2 separate regions of the Gossypium hirsutum genome follow, and region 1 is linked to region 2. A link is a contact called in public Hi-C data. All regions are on one chromosome and are shown on one strand. Each heading gives the region's core, a stretch centred on a gene start, on an enhancer-like site or on the middle of the called end of the contact. The rest is flanking DNA. Distances are from core to core; before and after follow the strand shown. Region 1 holds the start of LOC107900892 (AT-hook motif nuclear-localized protein 9). Region 2 has its middle 14 kb from the start of LOC107900258.

Region 1 (5,594 bases), core at 216-2,715, 93 kb after region 2:
ATTCCTGATGGAGACTCCATAGCTAAGGTTGATCCCACAGTAGTGACTGGAATACTTGATTGGTATTGTACATTTGGACTAGAGAACGGATGAATGCCTGGAGATCCGTGTATCCCAGACTCCGGTTCGGACCCTGACCCGGTTATTCCTCTTTGTTGCATATAGTAAGATGCAGACCCTGATAATGCCATGGCATCCCTTCGATCCATGCATTCACCTCCAATAACCTATACACTTGAATGATGCCTTCAAAATCAACTTTCAAACAAAAAATTTTAACCAAAAAAGAGCTCCAAATTGGGTGAAAATAAACCAGCTGAAAAGCATATAGATCTTAGAACATATTTTATGGTTTTCCAAGTTAAAATTCAAAGATGCATGCAAAAGATCAGGGAATTGAGCCAGAAAACAAACCAAGGAGATGCATTTAGCGTTTACAAGCAAAGCACTTTGAATCTAGACATGAAAAAAATGAAGCGCCATAGTTAGAGAAAGTAAGTAGCGAAAACAGCAACGAAGAAATTACAAAGATTAAGAGTGGAAAATTGGGAAGAGGTGAGAAGTTGAAAGGAAAAAGACAAAATTGCAAGCTGTTTTAGAGCTTACCAAACCACGGGAAACGAAGAAAAAGGCGTCATGTTAAAGATATAAAGGAGATGGGAAACTAAAAACCAGGTCCACACACTCACCAACCTTTAAGACAAAGCATCTTCCACAGCTAAAACCCAGACCTTAACACTTCAAAAATCACAACCCAAAGAAAGCGATTTGCACACTAACATAATTATGTAAAAAATAATAAAAATAAAGAAAGAAGCAGACAAAAGTTGAAGCCAATGCCATAAAATAAAGTCAAACTAAGTTGAAAAGAAGAACTAAGAGAAACAAAGCAGAAATGGTTGAACTTTTTGCTCCTTTATTTTTTCCTCCAAAAAAAGTAACTTACATTAGTAAACTAGGGTTAAAGGTTCAGACTTTTGAAAGTAGGAAGCTGCGAAGAAGATGGGTTTTTTACCTTGTTTTCAAAAAGGAAAGATTGACGGAGGTTAAGGGAATTAAAAGCAGAGAGAGAAATGAAGAAGAGAGGCCATTTTTCGAGTGAAGAAGGTGAGAAGAAAGGCGATTATTTATTACTTACAGTACAGAAAAGAAAGAAAAAAAAAAAAAGCTCCTTCCCTTTGCATACAGAGGTACGTATCGGGATGCATAAGTATTTCTAGGGCAGAGCTTTCTCTTTCTCCTTAAATCTCTCTCTCTCTCTCCTCCATTATAAAAGCTGTTTCTTTCCTTTTTGTTCTTGGTTTCTCTTTCTTGCTATCAAAAAAGTTTCTTTTATCTTTGCTTTGCTCTCTACAGTGCGAGGAAGGGAGTTGCTGTAATTGGTGTTGGATGTGTGAGAAGTTACATGCCACTTTTAATCATACCATTCAATTCAAATTCGAATTTTCAAAATCACTATTACAATTGTCACGAATTTCGAAATCATTATTATTCATAAATAATTAAACAGACATAAAATACATCACGTCTGCGGACATTTGTCTAGGATCGTAATTCGGTTTAGCTTTGATTTAGGGCCTATTTCGAATTTAATAGAAGTATAGTTTTAGACTAAGTAATTACAAAAACAATTACGCATAAAGGTGTATAAAGCCCTTCAATTTTTTCAAAAAAAGTTTTTCTTTTTTTTCACTCGCTTGAATACTTAAATTTTCACAATACATTAAAAAAATTTTAAATTTTTTCAAAAAAATAATTAAGCCTCTACTTTTTTTCTACTGAATTAGATACTTAAACTTTTAAAACGTATCAAAAAGGCCCTCAAACTTTAAAAAAAAAAACAATTAAGCCCCTTTTTTTTACTCAATTGGATGCTTAAACTATCCCTAATTTTTTTTTCAGTTAAAGCCACCGCCACATGTCACATTGTATTGCGACACATGATAGCTTTAACTGAAAAAACAAGGAGTCGTTAACTTTAACAGTCAAGGGTTAAAGTTAATAGTTAAAAAGTCTTTTTGATGCCTTTTATATTTTTTATGATTATTATAAAATTCTACAATATTTTATAATTTTTTTTGCAATTTTTATAATTTTTTTCTAATTTTTAATAAAACTTAAATATTTTTGTATTTTTTATTAAAATTTAATAATTTATATGATTTTTATTGATTTTTATTTTTTATAATTTTTTGCCACATGTCACGCCGGGGTTGTGACACGAGGTGGCTTTAGCTGAAAAAAATTAATGTAGTTAACTTTAACGGTCAACTGTTAAAGTTAACGGCCAAAGAGCATTTTTGATGCATTTTACAATTCAAATACCTAATTAAGTGCGAAAAAATTTAAGGGCTTAATTGTTTTTTCAAAAAAAAGTTTGAAGGTCGTTTTAATGCATTTTGAAAGTTCAAGTACCCAATTAAGTGTAAAAAAAAAAGCAGGGGCTTAATTGTTTTTTTTTTTAAGTTTGAGAGACTTTTTGGTGCATTTTGAAAGTTAAAGTACCCAAGTAAGTACCCAAAAAAAACAGGGGCTTAATTGCCCTATTTGAAAAAGTTTGAGGGATATTTACACCCTTAAGCCAAAAAATTATAATTTTTATATGTATTTGGTTGACATAGTGTAATTACATTGTAATTTCATAGGTCATGTTTAGTAATAGAAATTGTAGTTACTATAGAAATATTATTAATATGATAAAAATAATTTCTAAACAAGTAAAATAAAATTAAAATAAAATCATCATATGTATTATGTTAGCCTAAAAGAGTAGTTGATAATACAATTACTATTACAAGTAACAAGAAAAAATAAAAATCATATGTAATTTTATCTAATTGTTTCCTAATGCATATTTTTAAGATTATTCTCTTTAATATTTAAGATATGCTTTTTATCATTATTTGTTGGTATTGACCAAGTTCATCATCATCATCATCATCATCTAATTTTGAATATGCATCATTATGATTGTTAAGATCTCCTTCTTCCATGTAGTTTTTGAAGTATAGATCATTCCAATTCTATCTATGGTTGAAGTTATGAAATATGCAACATGCTAATACGATTCAACCTTATTTTTTTATGTTATACTAAGGTGACGTTGTTAATATGATAAATATATTTTTAGAACAACAAATATCTGCTCAACCATATTTTGAAGCATTGAATGTCTCAAATAAAAGAGTTTGTGAGCTACCTGTGGTGCTTATATCTAGCATCATTCTCTCAAAAGGTATCATATCCTACAATATGGTGCAAGAATATCTTTTGTTTTTGCATAATTAACATCAACCTTATAATATTTGAGTTCACAGTCTAAATAATCTGTAGCTTTAATTATAAAAGAACTTATATAAATTTGATGGGGAGAACGACTTATGCTATGTTATATCTTTTTTATAATACGTAAATTAAGTAAAAATAATATATTACTTATAATATATAACCTTCATAAATAAGGTTTTATAAATTATTTAATAATTTTCATAATAGGTGAAATACTTAAAAATATCGATTTTTTTTAAATTACCGGATGGGCTGGTTTTTCGAAAAATTATGGGACTAGGTCGAAATAATGAAAACGCTTCTAGCTAGAAGCATTTTTAATAACGGTTACCCCTCCCAACAGCTACCCCTCCCAACGGCTATTTAAATAGTCGTCGAAACCCCTCCACTAATAGCTTTTTTTTTCTATATAAACCCCTAATTCTTTTCTTTTTTTCAATTCAATCTCAACTATCTATATCTCATATTCTCAAATCTTTCTCAAATTTCTCTTAATTCCTTCTTAATTTCTCATTCAATTTTTATTCTCTCAACTCTTTTTTTAATTAAAATTGTATTAAGGTTTTTTAATTATTTTTTATATTACAATTTATTTTTTGTTTTTCAAAATTAGTAATGGCAAAATCTCTAATCCATTTGAATGACAAAATCTCAAATCAAAATCACTAACTGAGTGTCGTGTCGGGGTCTAGTATTTTATATTACCACCAAACCTCAATTGCTGGACATTTTGTCTACCACGATTGAAATCTAGGGTTGAAACAGGTGAGTGTCTTCCCATTGATGATTTCGGGATATCATAATAGGAACTTTCTAACAAAGCAGTGACCCACCGCACAACTGTGTTAATGAACTCTCGGTTTCTTCTTTCATTTCGGCCTCTCGAACTAGAACATATGTCGACCTCCAAGCGCCTTCATCTTTGTTTGAAAAATCTATATATAACTCGAGTATTGGTGATCCACTAGCAATATGCATCTGCACCATCGCCTCCAACCCCCTTGTTCCTATGATATCAAAAGCGTCATATTTGATGAGGTCGACAGAAGCATAAAATTGATATTTCAGTGACAATACTCTCATCTGGTTGGATCCGATGATTTTTCACCTAATTTTTCCACGCAGCTCCGGCAATTGTATATTCAAGTTAAAAGCTAATCGCGTTGTGTTCTCCGATAAAAAAAACCCCATTCTCAGTGTCACAGACTTCAACGTCGTAATAAAAAATAGTATTAATTCGTCCACTCATTTTCAACGAAATAACTTATTCCACATGTTCGAAACAAAAACATTATGTAGAAAAATAGTGTTGTAATTATATATGAACAACAAAAATTGATCCTTACTTAATGCAATTGCATGGTTGCTCCAAATTATACCTTATGAAATGCCTTGCGAACTTCCTCTTTTTTCGATTCTTCTTGCAATTTTGTTTGCTCAGAATTGCCTTATGCCACTCAATGCTGAAAGCCATCCTTTTCTAGAGCTAGGGTGAGTGATAATTGATTCAAAAAATTTTCCCAGAAGAGTGGGAAGTTTGCATGCATTGAATTTGGTAAAGGGAAAACGCTCCATATAGGACGTGTCTTCAGTGCACTATCAAAAAATAGCATTGAAAACACGACCAACTGGACACGGTTTCAACTGACATGGCACGAAAACATGTCCAGCTGGACACACTTTCAATGCATTTTTCTGACAGTGCACTGAAAACGCATCCTACGTGGAGCATTTCCCCTCTACCACTTTCAACTCCTACAATTTCCAACTCACCCATCAGATATCACGAGATTCTCGAGATAATATTTTTTGAAGAAATCTGATCGACCTCAACCTCTCGTAAAAAAACCTGATCAAAATTCAATTTTATTTGGAAAAAAATTACAAACTAAGAGTTAATCGAATCGAGTAGTTCGAGTTTCGATTTTGAATCGAATTAAATTTTACAATTTGAATATACAATTGGTGTAAATACGATTGGTGTAAATATCGAATTAAATAATTATTAACTTTATATCTTAAAAAGTTATAAAAAAATCTAAATCTTATATAAAAAAACTTAAAAAATACAAAAAAAGAATAAACCCTATAAAACCCTAAACCATAAAACACTAAAACCTATAAAACCTTAATCCTAACCCCAATTTAAAAATCAAAACCCTAACCCTAATAAAATCAGACCAAAAGGAAAGCGCTTCTACCTGGAAGCCTTTTTCTGCCAATCCGCTGAAAACGCTTCCAATTATTTTGGCCTGGTCTGAAAACTTTTTCAAAATCAGTATATTTGAGAAATTTACTCTTTCATA
Region 2 (5,215 bases), core at 852-3,351:
ATGACTATCCATTTGGAAAGTTATATCCCTATGAAAAGACACGAGGTCTCTTATAAAAATAAGTGAATTTTCATTTGTATAGCAGTCCCAAAAGCATAGAAATAAAGTTTCTTTCTATTTCTCCAACCATATTTTATATTCCTAGGTTGTTTTATAAAGAATTATTATAGAAATTCTTTATAAAAATTGATATCCTTGCTATGCTCCGCTCGGTGCTCAGTAGATTGTTTCCGTCAGTGCAAAACGTAAACAGTCATTGGGCTTTATTGTATCATTAAAGTTTATTTGCCAATAATTCTTTTGCACACCATAATATAGGTAGGGGCGAATAAAACCTTAAAAAAGGTAGCATTGATACACGCCTTGATGCCTTCGTTAATTTTTTAGAAGTTTATTTTATCTTCACGCAACAATAATTGGTCTAACAAGTTTCAAGTTACCAACACAATTTCTTAATTTCTAACGTGACTTGATCAAACTACTATATTTTTCTATTTTTTATTATCTTTTAACTACAACTATAGATTTAAAATGAACCCATAAAATTACACTATAATAATATCTCATTTTAGAAATTATGGATAACAAAATATTACTAGGAATTTCTATTTTCTCATAGCTAAGCTATAAGTGATTGAAACATTGGGATGCTCTTGAAATTGTACTAGGCTTGTGGGCCTTGAAATTGAAGCTTTGTGGGACTTGGTTTTGGCATGTCAGAATGTCTACATTCATTTATTGGTCGGCAATTGAAAGAAACCATTCTGTACAACTTAGCCGAAAACTTAAATGCAACAAATTTTCTATCAGAATAAAAAATTTTCAACTTCAGTTTCACCCTTCTGGCACCAACCCAAGCAAACTTTAGAAAAGCCTTTGTTCCATACTACCTCATGTATTAAAATTTTGCTAATAAGTGGCTTAAATTACTTTTCTTTAATATTAAAATTTTGTTAATAAATGTTTTTTAGAGTTTATAAGTGTAAGCAATAATAAATACAAATAATTATAAAATCAAATTTAATAAATATAAATTACAAATGAACGAAAAATTGAAATATAATATGATAATTATAATGAAAACTCTTAAAATAAGAACAATGAGAACTATAATGTTTTTAATCATTAGATCAAATTAAATCCTTCTTCTATATTACTAAAATAAAAACCATAACACCCAACTTTATTTTTATTTTACTATGATGTTACAAGTAGGGGTGAGTCAAAAAGTTCTCTCAAAAATTAAAATTAAATTATATATTTTTATAAATTAAAATATAAATTGATTTTTTAATAACTTATATCTTTATAATTTTTAAATGACTAAATTAAAATTCTATCATTTAGAGAAGTATAATTTTACATTTTACTAAATTAATTAAAAATAAAATTTTATATTTTAGGGGAGTCTAGCCTCGCGTTACAAGTAAAAGCCTGATTTCAATAATTTTAATATCAATTAATTGCATAATAGTGTTGAGAATTAATTGAAATTGAAATATGGGTTGTAAGATTTTTTATTTGAGTGCTGTGGTTTTTTTAGTAAAATAAGTTAAATCATGAATCCGTAACTTACAAAAAATTAATTTGATTTAAAGATAAAAAACAATTTGATTATCATAATTTTCATTTTAAAAATTATTATGATTTTTATTTTAAGAATTCTCGGAGTATAATTAAATAAAACTTATAACAATACTAGAAAACATAAAGATTTTTGCTAACAAAAATAAGCTTTCATCGGTAAATAATACTCTCTTCTTTTTTTTTTTTGAGTAAAAAACGAACACAAAGGTCAAGACAAATTCATTCAAATAGCATCACAGATTATATCATTATGGATATCTTATGGATAATCCATATCAAAGAACCAATTACAAGCATCCACACATTTTTTTACAAATAAGATCTGCCACAAAGTTACAATGCTGATTAGTCCAAATACAGGTAATAGAACGAAAGTTAACAAAGGCCTTAATACTTTCCTTAATCTGCTCGCCAATAATTGTCAAATCCCTTTTCTGGCCATTTATTTTGTTGACCAACCCTGCACTGTCTGACTTAAAAAGCACATCACCTTGAATATTAAGACGACACGCAATTTTAATACTTTCGTCAAAAGCATACCACTCAGCCTCCTCAATCGACAGCTGTATTTCTTTGAAGCCACCACCTCCACCAAAAAAAACCCGTCATCATCCCTTACAATAACCCCATATCCAGTTCTGTTATTCCCAATAGAAGCGTCAAAGTTAATTTTAATGCAGTTTTTTAGAGGTTTGACCCATTTTCTATCGTCAACCTGGGCAGATAACATCGGCATATTTAATAGGTTATGGATTCAGAATTCTTTACTGAACATACTGGCCTTATTCCATATGTCCTTTGCCTTATCTTCTTTTCCCCTAAAAACTCGATTGTTTTTGTTGTTCCAGCAATTCCACAGAATGGTCATAAAGTCCGCCATTGTTTTTTTGTCAAGAATTCTCAACATATCTTCCAGCTAGTCTATACATCTATCATACTCTTAGAAAAAATACTGTTGTCCAGACCGTCAAACATTAGAGTGGCCCTCGAATTCGAATAGTCTTTAAGGGCGTGGACGAGAGTCTCAAACTTGGCACCACACCTGGGACAAGCTTGACTAAAACCACTATGAATAGAAGCAATTTTGACGTTAGTAGGCAGGATCTCGTTACCCACATGCCAAGTGAACACACGGATCTTAGGAAGAGTGTCAAGTTTCCAAATCGCTATAAAAAAAACCTATGAGGACCAAACCCAATTTGCTTCAAAAGGAGCCAGGAGTAATTAGACTTCAATGTATATTCTCCTAAAGAATTGTGAAACCACACCATTCTATTGTTGTGATTCTCGTCCTCGATTGGTAAGTTACAAAATTTCTCCCCTAAATTTTGGCCATAAAGCTCCCGCACTTTACAAGTATTCCAGCTTCTACTTTCAACATGCCAAAGATCTCTAACACTGTGTTCATTATGGTTTAACATGTTTGACTTAATAGCTTCCCCATTTAGTCATTCCAACCCCCAATTAACAGTGCGAATATTAATACGGTCACCACAGCCAACTTGCCACTCGAATCCATCCTTGAAGGCATTAGATGCAGTAGCAATACTTCTCCAAGTAAACGAGGATCTATCGACTTTTTTAGAGTTGAAAATATTCCTAGCAGGAAAATATTTGGAACTGAGAACTTTATAACAAATAGTATATTTATTGTTAATAAGCCTCCTAACCTGCCGACCGAGAAGTGTCAAATTAAAAAGGTGGATATCCTGAAATCCGAGCCCTCCCATACCCTTAGGGTTGTTAACATTAATGGAAGACAATTAATAATGGTTGCCATTAACATTAATGGGAGACAATCAATAATGACAACCACCAACTTTGGAAAAGTGGCAAGGGATAATTTTTTTTTTGGACCTTGAGATAATGGGCTATTTATTGTTTGGTCCTTGAACCTCAACTATAAATAGGCCTTCTCATTTCTCATTTCTCATTTCAATTCATCCCAACCAATCTTTCTCTCTTAGTTTTCTCTCTTCTCTCATTTGAGAATTCTTAAGGAATTCTATTTGTTTGTAATATCTTGAAGATAGTAAAATTATCATCTGGTGTTAGTGCCCGAGCACGTAGGTATAATTTACCGAACTCGTTAAAACTCTTGTGTTCTTTCTTGTCCTATTTTTCTTTCAATATTTAAGGGTATAATAGTAGTATTTAATTGTGCTATTAAATTACTATAGAAGGGATATTCTGTCTAAGGAAAGACTTGGTATTTAAGAGATCCATGTGATCCACCTCTCTTTCCTGGGAATTGAACTTTGTGTGATTTTTAGTACAATAATTTACACGCTTCCGACCCTATTGGAACAACAAGTGGTATCAGAGCCGAAGGTTAATCGTAGTATGCTCTGTGGTTGCAGTTTAAACTGATCTTCCACATCAGAAAAGATTTCCTTAGGTATATATTGAAAGATTATGGAGAAAACGGTCGGTGTAGGAGCTTCAACATCGTCCATGTGGACAAGACCGACAATTGCAAATGCAAGATTGGCCGTGGAGATCTTTGATGGCACGGGCCATTTTGGTATGTGGCAAAGTGAGGTTCTAGATGCCCTTTTTCAGCAGGGTCTAGACATTGCCATTGATGAAGAGAAACCAGATGATGTACAGGAGAAAGATTGGAAGGCGATCAATCGGTTGGCATGTGGCACAATTCGATCATGCCTTTCTCGAGAGCAGAGGTATGCTTTTTCAAATGAGACTTCTGCAAATAAGTTGTGGGTGGTACTTGAAGAAAATTTTTTGAAGAAAAACAGTCAAAATAAGCTCCACTTGAAGAAAAGACTGTTTCGCTTCACTTACGTCCCAAGTACCACAATGAATGATCACATCACCAAATTTAATCAGTTAGTCACTGATTTGCTAAATATGGATGAGACATTCAAATATGAAGATTTGGCTTTGATGCTGTTGGGGTCACTTCCTGAGGAGTTTGAGTTCCTAGAAACTACTCTACTTCATGGCAGGAGTGATATATCTCTGAGCGAAGTCTGTGCGGCCTTATACAGTTATGAACAGAGAAAGAATGACAAACAGAAAAACTCAATCAGAGATACAAAAGCTTTAGTAGTCCGAGGTCGTTCATACACTCGGAAGAAAACTCAAAAGGGGAGATCAAAGTCAAAGTCCAGACTCGGGAAAGATGAATGTGCTTTTTGTCATGAGAAAGGCCACTGGAAGAAAAATTGTCCAAAGCTGAAGAATAAGGGAAAAGCTGCTGTAGATGCTTGTGTTGCTAAGCATGATACTAGTGACTCTGAACTATCACTGGTTGCATCATCATCGTCGTTCCATTCAGATGAGTGGATATTGGATTCGGGTTGTACCTATCATATGTCCCCTAACCGGGAGTGGTTCTCTGATTTAGTAGAACTAAATGGAGGAGTTGTTTATATGGGCAATGACAATGCCTGTAAAACTGTTAGGATAGGTTCAATCCAATTAAAGAATAAAGATGGATCAACCAGAGTTCTGACTGATATTCGATACGTGCCCAGTTTGAAGAAAAATCTCATCTCATTGGGAGCCTTGGAATCCAATGGTTCAGTTGTTACTATGAGAGATGGGGTTTTGAAAGTGACATCTGGCGCACTTGTGATATTGAAGGGCATCAGGAAAAATAACTTGT

The links. A called contact is a pair of places that touch in the nucleus more often than the background predicts.
Region 1: a contact with region 2 is called in a Hi-C map of leaf, with 2.5 times the contacts expected there. The contact joins the promoter of LOC107900892 here to the enhancer-like site in region 2. A contact is called at or near these places in 4 of 34 Hi-C or Micro-C datasets (all in leaf).

Annotation. Positions count from the first base shown.
Region 1 is chrD08:50,908,357-50,913,950 of Gossypium_hirsutum_v2.1, forward strand. It overlaps LOC107900892 (AT-hook motif nuclear-localized protein 9), which reads right to left and starts at 1,466. Exons shown (of 6, transcript XM_016826655.2): 1 at 415-1,466; 2 at 1-234. The coding sequence starts at 209.
Region 2 is chrD08:50,815,185-50,820,399 of Gossypium_hirsutum_v2.1, forward strand. No RefSeq gene overlaps it. Among protein-coding and RNA genes, the nearest start is that of LOC107900258, 14 kb to the left of the region's middle. Within about 2 kb of position 2,102, at least 8 of the 9 cell types and tissues checked have an H3K27ac peak or open chromatin away from gene starts, as enhancers often do. A contact at or near this core is called in leaf, where this site is marked.